2 separate regions of the Triticum aestivum genome follow, and region 1 is linked to region 2. The links are chromatin contacts, called in public Hi-C maps. All regions are on one chromosome and are shown on one strand. The core of a region is the stretch at or near the end of the contact, and the rest is flanking DNA. Distances in the headings are between cores, read along the strand shown.

Evidence for each region. A called contact is a pair of places that touch in the nucleus more often than the background predicts.
Region 1: a Hi-C map of leaf shows a contact between it and region 2, with 5 times the contacts expected there. The contact joins the promoter of LOC123144684 here to the promoter of LOC543106 in region 2. A contact is called at or near these places in 2 of 5 Hi-C or Micro-C datasets (leaf and an unstated tissue).

What each region holds. Positions count from the first base shown.
Region 1 is chr6D:286,446,715-286,449,958 of IWGSC CS RefSeq v2.1, reverse strand. It overlaps LOC123144684 (protein JOKA2), which reads left to right and starts at 1,600. Exons shown (of 8, transcript XM_044563894.1): 1 at 1,600-1,901. The coding sequence starts at 1,830. It overlaps LOC123141490 (a long non-coding RNA gene), which reads left to right. Exons shown (of 7, transcript XR_006470332.1): 7 at 363-782.
Region 2 is chr6D:286,220,022-286,223,300 of IWGSC CS RefSeq v2.1, reverse strand. It overlaps LOC543106 (inorganic phosphate transporter 2-1, chloroplastic), which reads right to left and starts at 1,366. Exons shown (of 3, transcript XM_044563890.1): 1 at 186-1,366. The coding sequence starts at 884. LOC123144682 (L-type lectin-domain containing receptor kinase SIT2) reads right to left here. Exons shown (of 1, transcript XM_044563889.1): 1 at 1,979-3,279. The coding sequence ends at 2,195.

The sequences.
Region 1 (3,244 bases), core at 351-2,850, 230 kb before region 2:
ACATTATTCTGAAGCTACATGAAAAGCAAAGTAAGCACATGGATCTCTCATTTGAGAGTGGGGGTTAAACTTCCCTGGACTTCTCCCTTAATTCTTAATGCAGTCTTTTTATTCACATTTCCTATTGTGTAGTTGGTGACAATGATGAATTGTTATCCACTTGAGAAAATAAAGATTAAATCGATGATGCTCTCAAAAGTAAAATGACTTTCTGTGCTGGATAGAGACATTGTGAGCATCAATATAGAACTTATAAACCTTTTTCCTTGTTTGTTATAATGATATTTTCATTTTCCTGTGTATATTAAACTTGAGAATATTATTCTGCATTACTTCAACCGTTACTTTTTATGTGTTTGCAGTATGACTGTATGGTTCTCACTCAAAGTAGAGGCCCAACAAACTTTTTTGAAGTAGGAGTCGAAAACTACAAATCCATCTATTCCTAGAATGGAGCTGGTTGGAGTTGAGCCTACAATTGAGCGGGTAGTTCGGTGGCACCGACATCCAGCTGAAAGTTTTATAGGAGGGTTAGTAAAGCAAATTTGTTCATGAGGAAATGTGCCAGCAAAACATTGAGTCAGAGTGCAAGACAAATGCTCTTAACAGTTTTTTTGGTCGTTTTTCTTTAATTACAATTCTTATTATTTTTAGTTGGCATTGATGTACAAAAGAAAATCCTGTGCCTTTTTTGTCCTCTCATTGACCATTGTATTTTTGAGTCATATCAGTCTATGTAAAAGAATTCAGTACCTTATGTTTTATATATTTGGAAATGTCTAAAGGCGTGGTGTTATATAATAACTGTATGATATGCTTTGTATGCCTTTCCTGTAGCCTTAGTATGGTCATCGTTTTCTCTTTCATGTCCTTCATCTTAAATTAAAAAATATAAACCATTGCATTGTGCTAAAGTTTATCATTATTATTTAATTTATTTATAGGCAATATTTCTTCTAGAAAAAAATGTAAATTTCGTGTAACAAGCTAAAATAGAATCTTCTTTGTTGCAATTGGGAACATGCCACATGACTACTGAGCTGGCATTATTTGCAAATTCTATTAGTTGACAATGTTGATGTGTATTTGACACCATTCATTTGAACCACCAAATAATAAAAGTTGTTTGATTGGTAAAATAATTTTCAGGTTTGTAACCACACGCTTATTTATTTTGTATTCGCTGTAACACATGGTCTTATGTGCTATAACATAATGTCAAACCACTAAAATGTATATGCCCCGTTGCAACGCACGGGCCTTGTGCTAGTTTCTTTTAACTTGATGAAGATGGCAGGACTAAAATATGTTAAAATTCGAAACCATTATCCATATCCAGCAGCTGACGCGTGGGTCGCAAGCGTGGAGCCCACGCGACAAGACGTGACACCGGACAGGCGTTAAATGCATTCTCACCCTCTACTACTACTTCGCAACTCTGACAGGTAATCCAAAGGAAACCCCTAGGCAGTTTTACACTCAGCCCCCTCGTGCCCGCGCAGGCGGTGCGAGGCCTCGCTCGCTGGCGCCTGGGTCCCGCACCCCCACGACTTAATTGCCCCAACGGTGTCCATCCTTCGCACCGAAGGAAAAGGCGTGATAAAAGAGGACTCTGGCACCCGAAGCCTTGGCCGCACCCGCACATCGCCACTCTCCCCCACGCCGCCACCACCGCCGCTGCGGCTTACGGCTACGCAGCTCTCGCGCCCCTCGACGACGCCGCCGCCCTCCGAGGTTTCCGGCCGCTAACTTCGTCTCGTCTAGGATTGACCCGCTCCTCCGCACGATCGCCGCCTCCTCCGCCTCCCCCCGAGGGTTTCCCCGCCGCCATGTCCGGCCTGAGCGCGCCGCCGTTCGACGGCCTCGCGTCGGGGCCCGACCCGTGGGACGTCGTCGTCAAGGTGATCCTTCTCCTGGTCTCGAGCCGTGGTTTTGTTTCGCCAGTAAGGGGATTGCGTGCGAGGGAGGGGAACCGCTTTTAGAGGGGTTTGTTCAAGGGGTCGGCTTCGTGATTGCTGGTTGATTGGGCGTGGCTTGGGTGTGAGGTTGGGGTTTGCCCACTGATCGGACGTATTTTTACGTGTTTGGTTTTGTGGTTACCTTCTGCATCTTCTTTCTAGGAGCAACCATAGTTTTTATAGTTAAATAATTGATCTCCTACAATCAATAGGTGTAGAATAAGATTGATCACACAGGTTGTGCGCATGATGTGGCTAAGGCTCCTATATTTCTTGGTAGTACGAGAGAACACGTGTATGCCGTTCTCTCTGGGATCGATATGTTGGATTAGAGATCGAGGGACGTTTGGACGGGCGCGGCCTGCTCATGTTTGTTGTTAAAATATGCACCTGACCCGGTTTTACTCCAAAATATGTTTGTCAGATCCTGTTTTCTATTGAATAACTTAATGGATCAGTGCGTATTGTGCTTCTCTCTAGGATATAGGCGAAGTAATACTACGAGTACATATTAGACATCTAACCTCAAATCAGAGCAAATAAATCCAAAACTCGTAATTTCTATGTCAGTACCGGTATCAATATTGTTTATGGCAATCTTGATTACGGGGTTAAGTGTATCATCGATGCATGTAGTCACTCAGCTGACCAGTCCTTTGTCCATCACATGTCACTTTATGGCTCTTTGAATAAAGTTGTGTAGTTTGTTCTAGTTATTTTCTGATTGAGTATTCTCATGCACCACTCCTTCTGTATATTTTGCAACTTCAGGACTTACAAGTTCAATTTTGGTTGTTCGTTGCTGAGCTGAATTTTTTTTACGTTTCATCTTCTTTCATAACGTGTAGTGAGAGATTGCTAATATTTCATCCATTAAGAGACCAACCTTATCTATGATAGTTTTCGGTCTCTTGTATAGGCTGCCATCAGCTCGTCACATAAGCTAAATTGGTTCACATAGACTCTATGGTTAATAATGTTTTGACTCTCGTATAGGCTACTGTCACATAAGTTAAATTGGTACTCCCTCCATATAGAAATATAAGAGCGTTAGTGATTTAAACGCTCTTATATTTCTTTACGGAGGTTCTCTCTGTACATTTGTGTAAACTGTGTTCTCATTATGGCCCTCCTAATTGGTAGAAGAGAAGAAATAATGATCAGTCTTTGTACATCTATAATCTAGAACCATTAAGACTTGCACTATGATTGAGTAGTTTATTCTCTTACCTAATTTGTAGAAGAGAATAAATTATGATCAATGCAACCATTCAGTTTGAAATCAG
Region 2 (3,279 bases), core at 117-2,616:
AGATAGGTGAAACTAGTAGTATCATAAATATGCCACTGAAGATATCTTACATCTTCTGCTTTTCTGTAGACGGCAACTGTGAGAATCTTGAATAATTATGTGATGCTAATGGAACCAAGGGACCGCGTCATCTGATTGACATAGTATAACAAACCTCAAAATGGTTATCTGTGATGGAATGTTACCTGCAACCATGTACCAGCAGCAGCGAGGGAGGACAGCAATCCAGCAAAGAGCAGAGAATCATTTCCTTGGAAGACAGATGTGACGAGGATGCCCTTCTGCATGGTGCTGGTGACATGGGTGCCCATAAGGAATGCACCAGAGAACTCTAGCACAGCTGCAGTCAGCACCGCCTGCCGGAGAGTCAAAGCACCAGATCCTACCGACGTCCCCATGGCATTTGCCACATCATTCGCTCCAATGTTCCATGCCATGTAGAATCCTGACAGAAGGGTCAGATATGCCAGCACCTTCATCTTGGTCGTCCCATGGAAGAGCAGTGAGCGCATCGCCAGTGGAACAGTGAGAGCTGCAAATGCAATCACCACAGAGATTGACATGGCCATCCGTGGTGAAATATGGAACGCCTTTGCCATCTCTGACAGCTCGGATCCTCCGCTCCGCTCCCCCGAGGCATCCGAGTTTGCACTGGAGCCATCGTCAGCGTCTGCAAAGGAGGAGAGTGTGGCGCGCGGAAGCACCAGGTGCGAGCTCAGTGTCTTGGCAGGCGACACTTTAGCCAGACGGAAGTACCTTGGGCAGTGAATGGTGGGTGGCAGCTGAGCGGCAGGGCAACGGAGCAGGAGAGCGGCAGCCGCAGCTCGCCCTCCTGCTCCAGCATGTGCTCGGGCAATGGAAAAGAAAGGAGAAGATTGAGACATGGAGTGGCAGAAGCTAAAACCAGGGGGGAGCACCAAGAAGAAAGAGATGAGATGATCAGTGGAGAGCAGGAGAGGAAGGGGGAGCGGTGGCCATAGGAGGGAGCTGTGGATGGAAGCAAGAGCTTGCTTTCTGTGGTGGCCCAGCTTGGGCTGGGAAGGAACGAGTGGTAGGAAGGAACGAGTGGTGGAAGGGGATATCGGCAAGATTCCCGCCTAATCCATAATCTGGGGTTGCAGCGCGCTGCTGGACTGTTTGTATTCTGTTGCATGGATCTCTGGACTGGACCTCCCTCCAATCTGTTTCTTCTCAAGATCCAAATACGTGTCTCTTCCTGTTGTTTTGATTCTCGGCCTGGCCTTTAGCCTGGCACTAGCATCTTCTTAGGGTAGTTGGATTTTGAAGCAAGATATTTCTTCCTCTTCCTTTTGCCGTTTCATGTCTTGTGTCATGCACTGTGTAGAGTAACTGGAACTAGTTTCCCTCTCAGGACATCATGCATTTTTACTGTTCTTGTTGTCACTGTTTTTGTTACTACACACTAGATAATTTCCTGCGCCATAATTGTTACTGATGACAATGTAACAGAGTGTTGTGGAGTGGAGGACATCTCATGGTATTGTTTCCCCTTGCAACCACAGCTGTGGTCCAAGATTCGTGCAGTTCATTTATCGTCAGTCTTGTGGTATGTGCATGAATCTGCATTGTGATTGTGATTTGCTTTTGCCATTTTGTTATAGCAGATGGGATGGTACCGTGCTGCTGGCAAAGGGCCACAGGGAAAATGTAACCACTTTGTGCTCGAGTCTAGACGGCTGTTGAGAGAGGAATTATTGGCGTCCATGTCTCCGAGTCGGAGGCTTCCTTCATACTATCAGCCACGGCGCCGGTGTCATATCCACAGGTCGGCACCCCGCTAGACCATTGCAGCAAAGCCTCCCTGTGCGTTTTTTTCTTGATATTTACAACATTTCTGCAGTATTCTTTTTATTGAGGGGCCGTCACAGTATTTTTTGGTGTGTGCGAAAACATGAAGAAGAAACGTCGCAGTATCTGGGAAAACCAATACGACAACTTCATGCATATTGCAACAAAATAGTCGAGAAAAACTATCGTGTGTCCCGTATCACCTTGTTTCGAGTTCTGAGTTTTGAACAATATAACTTCTTACATGTTGGCCACGGTAATTTGAAAGTGTACTGCGGCCAAAGGATAATTATTGGGTTTACAATTCTAATTACGAACTTCTGGCACTACACATGCATAATACTAGTAAAACTTATTGAAGCCGTGAATTAAGCTAGCACTGAGGTTATCTTCCTCCCGAGAGGGTGGAAATTGTGCCAAAGCTCGACACCAGATCCGGATATGACATGGCGGATTCGTCAAACCCCTTGTTTTGCATCAAGGTGAGCACATCTGTTGGTGTGAGCTCAGGGAGGGGCGTAACACCGGTCAGATAGCGCATGACTTGTCCAATGCCAGGCCTCGCGCTAGCGAGAAGGTGTGAGCACATGAGCGCTAGCGTGAGCACCAGCCCTGCCTGGTCGATGTCGAACTCACCCTGGAGCCTCGCGTCCACCGTCTCCATGAGCGTACCATCACGCCAGTGCTCCAGCACCCAGTCGACGAGCGCTATCTGTCCGCCTTGCGCATTCTCCTTGATGGGTTTCTGTCCGCATGCAACCTCAAGAAGGAATATGCCAAAGGCGAACATATCGGTCAGAGGGGACGCCCTGCCCGTGCGTATGAGCTCCGGAGCCAAGTAACCCATGGTGCCGACCACGTGCGTGGTTTGCGAGTCTGCCCCATGGTCGTACAGCCTTGCTAGCCCAAAGTCACCAAGCTGGGCGTTCATGTCTTTGTCGAGGAGCACGTTGCTGGCCTTGATGTCTCTGTGGATGACAACTTTCTCCCACCTCTCATGCAGATAAAGCAAGCCGGACGCGACATCTTTGACGGTCTGAAACCTCAAAGCCCAATTCAGAGTAGGCTGATCCTCTCTAGTGTTGTATAGATGTTTATCCAGGCTTCCGTTGGGCATGTAGGCGTACACCAAAAGAAGTTCACCTTTTCGACGGCAGTAACCGAGCAACTCTACAAGATTACGATGTCGGATGCGGCCGATGCTTGTAATCTCAGCTATGAACTCCCTCATCCCCTGTCTTGACTCGTGAGACACCCTCTTCACCGCAACCTCCAGTTTAGATGTCTCAAGCACGCCTCTGTATACCCTTCCAAACCCCCCTGCGCCAAGTAGATGCTTGTCCTTGAATCCGTCAGTTGCACGGAATAAATCCTTGTACAAGAAGCGGTGTGGTCCGAACTCAACCTCCCAATCTTCCCGCAGTTCAGCGTACCTTGATCTCCTCCGCATGACCAGGACAAGGATACCAC